2 separate regions of the Gossypium hirsutum genome follow, and region 1 is linked to region 2. The links are chromatin contacts, called in public Hi-C maps. All regions are on one chromosome and are shown on one strand. Each heading gives the region's core, a stretch centred on a gene start, on an enhancer-like site or on the middle of the called end of the contact. The rest is flanking DNA. Distances are from core to core; before and after follow the strand shown.

Region 1 (6,076 bases), core at 667-3,166, 170 kb before region 2:
ACGTCTTTAATCATTACTATATAATTAGTAAATTATATTTATGTTTTTTTAATAATCAATATGATCGTTAAATGATTACTTTATAATAATTTTTTTATTATACTAAAATTTAAAATATATATTCTCCTTCCTTTTTTTTTTAAGTTTTTATATTTTTTTAAAGAAAATAAGGAAAAAAAATCAGAGAAAGAAAAAGTAAGAGGCTTACATAATACACTCAAAGAAAAAGTAAGAGGCTTACATAATACACTCAAACCTGACAATCCATTTTCAAAGGAATAAAATAAAGATATATCAAAATAATGAACATCACTAATACAATTTGGAGGCCTTCCCCAGACTGAGTAGTTAATAAATAATAAGGTCACACTAGCAAGCTTATGAACCACCCTATTAGACTTCCTACTAATCCATTCTCATATGTTTATTATTTTAGTATTATTATTAATTTACGTCATATAAGCATTGAGATATATATATTTATTTGGTTAAAATTTAGTCCTACACTTTAAGTGTTAAAATGAATTTTTTTTTTACATTTTCAATTTAAAAATCCTAGTTAATTACAATGAAAGTGAAAAAAAAATAGAGTGGGGGGCATGAGTCAATGACAAAATTGGAGTGTGGTGCAATTAAAAGAACTTCAAATTCACTGGTGTTGTTTCCCAAACACCATTTCTGTCTAATGTAAGGCTAAGTGCTAACAACACTTGAGTAGAGTTAACAAGGCAAGACCAAAAGCTTTGAAGAAACTAGGTAGACCGGAAACAACAAGAAGCCTGCATGCCAAGCCCGCATATCTAGTTAGTCATCTGCTGCGGATCCATAGAGGCAATGGTTAAAGTTAGCTAGTAGCAAATATGAGCATCCGACGAATCAAGCCCATAACCACCAAACTAGAACTAGTGTGCTGATTCCAAGTTTCCAACTAACAATGCCATGCCCACAAGTGAGCATCATGGTTTGTCAAAAATAGTGATCTTCTTGTGGGGTCACCATGTTGTAAGAGAGAATGGAGAGGAAAAATATGAAAGAAAGACTGAAACTGAGACTCGAGACAAAAGTAAGTGTGAGGGGAGAAGGGAGAAATATGATGAGATGATTGAATTCATATAAACAGAAGTCATTTATCCTCAATTAGCGTTGTTGTTGTTTCAACATCTAGAAAGATGTGAGCTTAAATATGCTTAAACACATGTTATCTTCCGATTTAAGAGATTAGATAAAATTTATTAATAATAATAGAAGTTGTGTAAAAAATTACAAGATGAAAATTTTCCTTATCCATTAATATGTGGTGTCCAAGGTTGAAATTAGAGGGGTAGACAAAGGCTCTGCTTTCCTAAAATAAAAAATTGTTCCTTTAGTCCATTGAATATATATAAGGTTTTAAGTTAATTTAATAATAAAATTATATTTTGACTCTTCTTAAAATTTAAATTTAATTATGCTCTCTTCAAAAATTTTAAAAAAAATATATAATTCAATCTTTTAAAAGTTATAAAATTTTATATTAATACACTGACAAATTATATTTTTAACTCTTTTAAAATTTTATAATTTAAATTTCAACGTCCAAAATAAACTCTTGATCATGACCATTTTTCATGTAAATATTTTAATTGGAGAATAAAATAAAGGAAGAGGGACGCAGAAGGTATGAGGATGAAAAGAAATTGGTGGTGGATATGTTGATAGAATTAAAAAATTATCACAGTGTAAACCTAATTTAATACAAGTTCAACTGGTGGAGTGGGATGAATAATTGGATGTTTGTATTGAAGAATGTAAAGCAGACTTAGCCCATGGACGTTGACATCATACCTTTCATCTAAATTGATCAAGTCAACAATATTTCGCAAAGTGGGCTTCAGCTCGTGCAATTGTTCTCAGCCTGGACCCTCGTCTATCCAATGGCATCCTGTATGAAAACTACAGTGAAACCACCATTTACTAATTAGCAACTTGTCCCTTGTCAATTTATATCCACGCAATTAGATTCTAGAGCAACTCTTATATTTGGTATGACGGTTACTCTAACGTCTTTATGGACACCCACATCAAACTTATGGAATTTTGCCCTATTAGAAACAATATAGTAATTTATTGAAGTTCTGGAAAAGATGTAAATTTTATGATTAATCTGTACTTGTAATAATTTTAAAGTAATATCCAAATTTGAGCTGAATTTCTAATTATGTGTAATCATTGTCAAAAAGATTGAAATTAAAATAAGCGATAAGGAAAAGGGATAGATCATAGATGAGAAGCTTAATTAATAGAGCCTACTTGCCTCTAAGATATAACCTCTTATTGTTGTTGCTTTGTCAAATCCAGCAGCTTCAATTACCGGCAAAATACACATACATTAAACCTTATGTCGAGCCAAGCTTTTCTTGCCGAATAATTCAACCACTGTTCGCAAAATCGTGTTATACTTGCACATGTTAGATGAGATCCATTGCATTATTGTTGGGAAGCTTTCAACTAGCAAATGTTACTTTCTTGAAAGAACAAAATATAAGAATTAATAAGTGAATGTAATGACTAAGTAGATTGCTTTTTAAGAAGAGAATTAAGAAATGATATTGTTGAGAGAAATGCTCATAAGTCCGAAATTTTTTTCATTAATTGTAACATATGTAAAGCCCAAAATCTGCCCGGGCCCATACCAGCAAACCCCCCACTTGCCCACTTGCGCCGTTGCCCCATGTGCGCAACCACTCAACCTCGCACGCCTCTGCTCCGCGCCAGCCTCCACGCATGCCCATCACCGTCTGCACCCCATGCCTCTGTCACCTCCATCGTGCCCATCCCATGCAAAGAGACAAAACAGAAACAATAGGAAATTAGATGAAAATGGGTTATAAAAATCCGAATAAAAAATTGTACGGGGGGATTGATGGTATTTTGGGGAGAGGGAACTGATTGAAAATAGGGGAATTTCGGGAATAAAAAAAAACATTGTATTTTTATACACACATAGATTGAAACATAAAAAAAAGAGCAATCAAAAAGAAAAAAAGATTTCAAAAGTCTTGTACATTATTTTTCTCAGGTCTATTTTGTTTTCTTTTTTGCTCTGCATGCGTTTTAGTATAATAAAGAGAAGATAGAAGACTTACTTTGCGAACGAGCCACCAAATCCTCGTCTTCTTCGCCGGCGTCGAAGGTTGAGAGGGGTTTTGAGGCCGAAATTGATGAGCCTTGAGGCTGGGCTTTAAATGAAGGCATAAGGGGAACGCTTTGGTAGACCACCATCCATCGTTCATGGTGGACTGATGGTGGTTGAACGGCAGACCAAACGGGGGCAAACATTTTGGGTTTCCCCTTTTTCTTTCCTTTTTTTGTTTTTTTGCTGCAATGTTTAATTGATTTTAGGATTATAGATTTTTTTAGTTAAAAGGTGGCTGCATTTGAAAAAGGGGTTTTAAATTATTTGTAAAAAGGAAGGCCCGCATTTCAACTTGTTTAACAGGCCTGATCTGCGCCTTTTAAGTTGAAAATAGGGGAATTTCACATTGAGTCCTCCCCCTTTGTGCAAGCACTCAACCATGCCTTATTTATTTCACTTCCTTTTTTAATTTGGCTTCAAAATTTACGCATGTTGGCAATTCGGTCCGCGTCTAAGCACTACATTATGGGACCTGGATTATTTCCAGTTTTAGTCCTTGTGCATTTGCGCACATTACACAGTGATCCCCCATGTTGGTTTCTTTATTTTCAGATTACCCCTTTTATTTTAAATTTATTTTAATTAGGCTTATTATCTATTCAATACTTATTTCCAAAAGGATTCATTCAATTTTTTTATTTTTTTTTATTATTTTTATTTATTTATTATTATTTTTTTCTCTTTTTGCCGAAATTGCTTTATTGGTTTTGCCTTGTTGAAAAATCATTATTTTGGAATTTTCATGTTATATTATCCTAACACTTTGTATAATATTCCATTTAAGTACTTTTATATATATCTATATATATACACGTATATTTTAAAATCTAGATTATTTGTGTTTTCTACTACGCGGATTATTATTATTATTATTATTATTATTATTATTATGTATTTCTTATATTTTACCTTTTATTATTATGCACCTCCTATTTTGATTTTGATTTTATTTTGAGCCACTTTGTTCGTTTTGTTGTTGCAATTTGATTATTAATATTGTCATCATTACTATCATAGTATTTTATTATTATTCCTTTTTAATACTCTACCTAGATTATTATCCAACATTACTTTTAACTATTTGTTTGCTATTTTTATTTCTAAATGTAATATTACACGTACACCTATTTATCCTTAAATTTTGTATTACTTCAAGTTATTTGATTTATTTATTTATATAATTTCAATTTTTTTTTGTTCATTATTACATATATTTCTTAAATATGATTGTCTATAATCTCATGTTTTCACCAAATCTTACTATCGTCATTGTTATATTATTTTAACCCTTCTTTGTTATTTATTTATTTCTTTTTGATGTTTGCATATTCATTTTTTATACATATTCCACTTTCTTTCATTATTATTCTTATGTATATCATGGTTTAATTAATATTAGATTTAGTTGCTAATTGCCCCGGCATACTCGTTGTTTTATTATTATAGATAAGTCGTTATGTTGTTTATTCGTGTTATCATTCTATTATTATTCCAATCACATCATGAGCCATGTTAAAGGTTCATTCTTTACACTGAAACTCAAATGATATGCATGGTTTTAAACATTGCATACATATTTATTTGAATATACAAAAATAAAATAAGGCAATATTCTGTTCTTGGAAATTCGAGAAAATCGTGTCCTAATTTACTGGGTTTCGATTTTTCTCGTTTAACCTAAATAACGGCATATTCTTTTAAATCATAATACGAGTGTTAAATAAAATGCTTACTCTCTGAGATTTGAGGTGTTGTGTCCTAACTCACCGGATATGACATCTTATTACCTCGAGATAAGATTTTTTGCAAATAAAGCGATATTTCGTGTTTGGAAAATCAAGAAAATGTGCCTTAACGTGCTGGGTTTCGATTTCTCGTTCGACTAAATAGCCAAATATCCTCTTAAAGCTTCAAAGTATGGCTTCAATAAGCTATAAGGTGATCTTGGTTTCGATGGTATAGAGTATCGTGTCCTAACGTGCTGGATGTGATATTCCTTCGGAACAAGAGAATCTTATATTTCAATTCACGTTATCAGAGTTTCTTTTAAGGATCGTATTTTTTTAAAAACTCTTCAAATTTTCAATTTTCGACACTAAGACAATGATTAATCAACTAGGTACCAATTTTGGGCGTATCGAGGGTGCTAACCCTTCCTCGTGCGTAACCGACTCTCGAACCCATTTTTCTGAATTTCGTAGACAAAAATCGTTGTTTTAATAAATCTAAATCGTTTATTAAAAACAACTATTTTACGAGGTGACCCGATCACACCTCATGAAAAAGATTGGTGGCGACTCCCATTTTTCGTTTTATTTTCAAAATCCAAGTCGACCCCATTTTCATCAAAAAATGGTGTCAACAGCTTGGCGACTCCACTGGGGACAATAAGAGAGTCAAGCCACGTGTTGATTATTTCTTGTCTTTTTGTTGAAAGTGGAAAATTCGATTTAAATTTACGATCCTTTCATTGCATCTCTTTTGTTTTGAGTTATATTTTTATCGTGTTCTGTATTTTATTTTATACCTCTGCACATTCCATTGCATGACCGTTGGTCACACCTTTTAAGTGGGAGTGAGAAACTACGCCTTCGTGAGGTTTTCACCTCCGCATGGGATAGTGAATCGCTTCCGGGATACATCCGTACCTATGTCTTCGTGAGATTTTCATCTCCGCATGGCCATAGGGAAATGTATTCCCCTGAACTGAACTCGGTCCATATGAGCCTATAATGGGTGAGGATCGAGGAATCTGCTGGTTCAGGTACCCTTACTCTAGAACCAAACCATATATAGAGAGACCTAGGAGCCTACCCTACGTAGAGCCACTCCAAACCCCTAGTGGTCACCCGAATTGCTTTATTTGTTATTTATTCTGCACTAACGTGTTTTGTTTTTTGT
Region 2 (6,000 bases), core at 218-2,717:
CTTTTCAATTCTAAACAGAAAGGTCAAAACACAATTAATCCGCCCATCACGATTTTCAAGAGCCACTCTCTAAGAAAGGCAAATGTAATTGTCTTGGTACATTCTAACGTGTATTGGTGGCTCGTATTTTGTCAATTTCATCGATGATTGTGCATGGAAGATTTGGGTTTATACATTAAAGACAAAGGATCAAGTGCTACAAGTGTTCAAACAGTTTAAAGCTGTAGTTGAGGGAGATGTTTGTGTCACATGGAAGCCTGCCGGATCTTTTTCAGGGGGAGGCTCTAGATACAGTTCGCGTAATGCTCACAATGCATTACTTTACAGTTTGATGTTCCATAGAAAACATGGCCAGACAAAGATGTTTCTATGTTTACTAGCTAGACTTTAGATGTAAGACATATGTGCACATTCCCAAAGATCAACGATCTAAAGTAGAAGTGAAAACCCAACAATGATACAAGCTATCTTCATAACATTAACAAGTTTATCCATAAGTTATATGATCCAATATTCAGAAGGAAATAATCATAAAAAAGGTGACTGGTGATGTGGTGATTGTGAGATATCAACCATACAGGCCATTGATAAGGTAGAGACTGAGCTAGCTAGCATTTTGGCAGTAAAATTAGAAGAAGCAAAGAAAGATTACGTCCAAACGTTCAATGTCTCATTGTGAATTCTGAAGATGCTAAGCAAAATCTGCTTCATTGGCCATTCTGACCTATAATGGCCCAAAATATACTCATTGTCTCTCAAAAATCCAGGCAATGAGTGGTACTCTACCAGTTGATACTTCACCTTTTTCCACAATCTCTTCCCTGTCCCGTCCATTGGAGGGCTCACTAGACATATCTCCACTGATTCAGCTGTCGTATCCATATCTTCAGGAACTTCCATACTGCACATATCTCTGCTTTCAATCAAACAACAAAATTTTAACTTAAAAACAACCCATACTTATTCAAAAGTAACCCTAAAGCCCAAAATATCTTCTTTAATTTTAAAAAAAAAAGATCCAATAAAGAAAAGAAATGGAACATAAAGAGAAAAGGGTACCTGAAAACAAAATAGAAGATTGAAGAATCACCAGCTGAGAAACCCAGAAGGGATCCTTCAATAAATACAGAATTCTCAGGCGGAGGACTCTAAACAATAAAAAATATATAGAGAGAGAGAGAGAGAAAGGTTAAGACAAACAGACAAGATTTTAATAATAAAGAAGATGAACAAAGAAAAAAAAAACTAACCGTAAAATCTTAAGCAGGGAAATATCACGTCCCTAACCAAGCAAACAAAGTTTCAGGAAAAAATAAATGGGATAAAGAATGAAACCGTAATGAGAACCAAAAGGGAAAAAAAGAAAAGAACGAAACCGTATTTACTGCGAAATGCTAAGTTAAGGAAAAAGAATCAGTTTCGTTAAAGAGATGCGGAAATACCGAAGGTGGTTGTTTTGTTTGAACTAAAATAATAGGGATTAAAATGTCATAGTATATATATAATAGGGATTAAAAGATGGGATTGGATATTTTTAACTTTTGCAGTCGACCCTTTGGTACTTTTATGGATTTTGCAATTGCATCCTAGCAACTTCCGAAAACTACTTGATTGGGATGTAACTTTTTTTAAATTGAGATATATTATCAATTTTTATTTTAAATTATGAATGTGACTTATTAATCAAGTATTTTTTTTTAAAAATAATTAAATTCGAATCTTAATAGTATAAAAAATATTTATTCAGAGATGAAATTAGAATTTTGATCTATCATTTAAATAACACGTGTTTAAATCGATGAATGGCCTTGTCCTAGTTGATTAGTTTTTCTAGGCTTGCGGTCTTCCGAGTTTCGTTAGTCATGAATGATCGCATTGTTTGATACCATGAATCTGTTGCTTGTGATTGCTCTATCTCTAAGTGTCGCTTGTTATTGTACAAGTGTTTGATTGTATGCTGTTTGTTTTACAGGTGGTGCTTGTATGCTATCTGTTATATTTGTTTTGTTTTTTTTTTTGGAAAAAATAAAACATTCTTTCCTTTCCAATGTTATAATAATATATAGAATTGGGATTTGGGATGTACTTTTTGTTGCTTGGATTTGATAAATCATCAGGTTATATCAAATTCTTGTCTATTGTATATTGGAGCATAGTTTTTCTAACTACATTAATAGTGATAATTATTAAATGGTTATCACTCAATCATAAAAAATGGTTATCAACCATTTAATTTTATTTCTTTTATCATCAATTAATTAATGATGACAATTTTTAAAATTGATATAATAATAATTTTCATCCTTAATATTTATAATTATGTTAATTTAATATTATTTTTTTTAAATTAACCTAAATATCTTTTTAAGAATTTTCAAACAAAACGTAAGCGAGAGGAAATGTTGGTAGATGCATGAAATTTAAGAGATTTCAGTAATGGCTTTTGATTTGACCCTTCAATAATGGAGGCAACGTGCATAACTCGGCATATCATATACATATTTTACTCGACAAATTTGGCATAATTTGCAACCATGTGTACGCTATTGGGGGCATGCATGTAATAAACTCCCAAATAAATTGAGGATGATATGGAAAATTCACTCTTTCGTTGTACAATAATCAACAACATGATTTCACATTTTAAAGATAAAATCCTTATATTTATTATGTTTCCTTTTTTTTATTTTTAATAACTTTCTCTAATTGGAACTGCACCGAGCCGAGCCGCAACCCAGTTCAAAAAAAATTCATACAGAGCCTAAATTGAGCCCAAGCCTAAATTGAGCCCAACCAGGCCCACCACCCGTTGTGCAGTTAAATGTTTTTATATTAATATTATTTTTCAAGAATTAATTTTGAATAAAACATTTTTGTATAAGTTTAATTTGAAAACCTCTTGTAAAAGGCCCAGCCCGTAAATATAAAAGATGTTATGGACATGGGGATATGAACTAAGAGTAAGTTTGCTGTTGCATACTAAGAGTAGGGGGGGAGGGGAAAGGAGGTAAATAAGGAAATCAAGGTTTCAACAAACATGGATTATATCTAAACCGTATCATAAATGAATGAAGGAGAAGGCAGACAAAATGGTCGCACCCATCTGGTCACTGTTGATCACATTTATTTTAATCCAAATTGTCACAAGATACAGCAGAAAATGTGCAACAAAGAAAACCTGAGCCCCCGTCTCGCAACTTGATTTATGGTTGAAAATCAAAAGCAACAGGATCTGCAATAGTATAGTATCACTTTTCAGATACAGCAGGTCCTTTCCACTTGAAGTTATCGGCATAGGACTTTGGCTGCAACCAGATAATATACAATATAAGACATACTAGCAAGGAAACATATGTACTCTTCATTTTTCTTCAAGTACTAGTGTCTCAAACACCAACATGGAGATATGACCTCTAAGAATTCTCTAAATACATTAAAAAAACAAAAATCTAATACTTGTATCTGACACTAACACTAAAGTCCGAGTAACATAGATCCTAACACAGGCGGATAATGAAATACTATGGAAACTACATAGATTATAGCTTTTAACCATACATAGAATCATAAAAATGGAATTACAACTATCTAAATAACTGGGCTTTTAGAATCATAAAAATGGAATTACAACTATCTAAATAACTGGGCTTATGGATGAGAATGCCCAGAGTTAATTACTAACTAATGGTGGAGAAATAGCTTGACTATTATACCAATGTTTGAATGCATTGCATTTATCGTTCGTAGTTCTGGAATTTGGACAATCTAGCAGCACATACAATTGCCAGTAACCCTGGCTAGATGTCTGGACTCTGACAAAGTTAAAAGCTCGACCTTAGTGCTGCTATCAATGCTATAAGTTTTCAATATCTCTCTCAGATAAGTAACTCGTGAAATGTTGACTTTTAGACTTAAATTTTTTTAGAAAATTTCAATGTGGCAAGAGGGCTCCTAAGAAATAAAGCCTCTAGCACAGGCCAAGACTTGAAGTCGGTAGAAATAGCATTTCAATATATAATAGAAGAAATAACTATGGACACTCTTTATCTCTCCCTATGTAAGAGTTCCCTTCCAGTTATAGGTTTTTCTAAGTGTTTTCTTTAGACATCGCCTCTTTTGATGGAGGATATTCATGGTCTTTCAAGATCTTTTGACTTTTTTTTTTATCTGATGTAAATCTTGAAGCCTGCTGATGAAGCAACTCTATGGGTTGCAGTCAATTACTGCAAGAGGATGTGCCCGATGAATTGGGTTCAATCGAACATTTCCTTTTATGTGTGGTGTCATGTCACGAGATGGGTTAGCATGTACCCTCCTTGACATAGGTTCCTGTTGTTTCTCTTTTAAACTCTGTGGGATTACTATGATTCCGAAGAAAATGTCTAGTAAAGGATCAAGACTGCAGGGCCTGCCTGCAGTTATTCCCCTAAGCTCAAGAAGTTCAAAACAGATGATACTAGTTTGTTTAATCAGTTTCCAGAAATTCCGAGTTAATTTCAGTTATTCCGCCTAGTTGAAAGAGTTAACCTCATTTAATTTAACCATGATTTTCACTCCCAAACTTGATGCTATATAGGGCTCATGTAAAAGAATCAGAATTCATGACACAAATGCAAAAAGAGTTTAAAGGTTCAGACCTTCAGCACTGGTGTCTGGCGCTTTTTAACCTGCATATACAAGTTCAAGATGTACAACCAATTAGCGTCTCACCAAATATAGATAATGGTTCATTAAAAAGAGGAAAAAAAAAAAACAAACATTTTTGTGACAAAATAATCAAGTAAGCCATCCAAGAAGAAGTGCGGAATCAGAACTCACTTTGCAGCAAAAGAGTGATGGAAAAAGAAATATATAGCATACCACATAATCCCACCCATGTCTCTCGGCAAAAGACTTTGCAGCTTCTTCACTATCAAAACCGAGTGCGGAATCACCAACATTAGCATAAGGGTCACCAGTTGATGTCCAACCCATCAATGGGTTCTCCCACCTTTACCATATTATTCAATGACAAGAAACTATCGATTATTAAAATCATGGTTACAAGAAAGAAATCTAAGATCTACTTGCACACAACAAGATAAAAGGGAAGACATCATACCCTAAATTTGGCAATGTGCCCTAAGCAAGTACAAGAAAATTAGTTTTCAAAAATGAAACTTATGTTACTTGGACTCAGGCGTAAGTGTTGGATATAAGCAAGTATTGGACACAATGGTAATGTAGACTCAGAGCTACATAAAACGAAACTACAACCCAGAAAGAACCAAACAGAACCTTGATGCAATTTGCAAAAAAAAAATTCTTCGAATAGGGTTATTCTCATAAAAAAATGCATAATTGAAGATTAGCAATAGCTTCATTCATCATTTTGGATTTTCTACCATTTACAAGAAGAGATTACTTAGGATCACATTCAATTAGAAGAGTTACTAATATTCTAATAGGAAACTGGGAAATTAAGCCCAGAAAAAAGAAATCAATTTCTACAACTAAAAGCGATAGGAAAATTAAGGTTATAAGGGGGGAAATGAAGAAGGGAGAATAACCTACTTTTGTGTCGACACGAAATTGATCTTCCACTTTCCAACTTTCCCAGATCCTTGTTGAGTTGCAGTTCTTGCAGGCGAATAAATCACAACCTACGACGTAAATCAAGCAACTTAATAAAGCTATATTTCCATAATCTTTCATAAATTAAAAGGAAAAAACAAAGGACCGATCAAAGGTTTCCTAAAACAGGGTAAAAGTTAGAAATTTACCCTCCTACGAAGATGTTCTTCAGGGATTCCGGAAACCATTCCAACCTCGCCTGGTTTAACCTCAACCAATGCATCTGAAGAGAAGGCTCTCGAGAACGAACCCAACGTGCTCCGAGCCACTCGAAGTTGGCTCGTTACTTTTTGCAGCGAGTTCGCGGCGGCCATCGTCTTCCTCAGAATCTATGCTCTCCAGAAATGAAAAATAATCTCTCCGTCCGATTATAAGATTGGGAAATTT

What was found. A called contact is a pair of places that touch in the nucleus more often than the background predicts.
Region 1: a contact with region 2 is called in a Hi-C map of leaf, with 2.0 times the contacts expected there. The contact joins the promoter of LOC107899978 here to the promoter of LOC107924668 in region 2. A contact is called at or near these places in 3 of 34 Hi-C or Micro-C datasets (all in leaf).

The regions. Positions count from the first base shown.
Region 1 is chrA11:5,018,070-5,024,145 of Gossypium_hirsutum_v2.1, reverse strand. It overlaps LOC107899978 (EPIDERMAL PATTERNING FACTOR-like protein 2), which reads right to left and starts at 1,916. Exons shown (of 4, transcript XM_041080711.1): 1 at 1,825-1,916. It overlaps LOC121209673, which reads right to left and starts at 3,734. Exons shown (of 3, transcript XM_041080710.1): 1 at 3,126-3,734; 2 at 2,673-2,792; 3 at 2,220-2,415. The coding sequence starts at 3,272. The coding sequence ends at 2,347.
Region 2 is chrA11:4,848,737-4,854,736 of Gossypium_hirsutum_v2.1, reverse strand. It overlaps LOC107924668 (heptahelical transmembrane protein 4), which reads right to left and starts at 1,467. Exons shown (of 5, transcript XM_016855213.2): 1 at 1,251-1,467; 2 at 1,060-1,114; 3 at 653-913. The coding sequence starts at 909. It overlaps LOC107924797 (NADH dehydrogenase [ubiquinone] iron-sulfur protein 4, mitochondrial), which reads right to left. Exons shown (of 5, transcript XM_016855389.2): 1 at 5,763-6,000; 2 at 5,554-5,642; 3 at 4,861-4,990; 4 at 4,638-4,667; 5 at 3,027-3,305. The coding sequence starts at 5,927. The coding sequence ends at 3,249.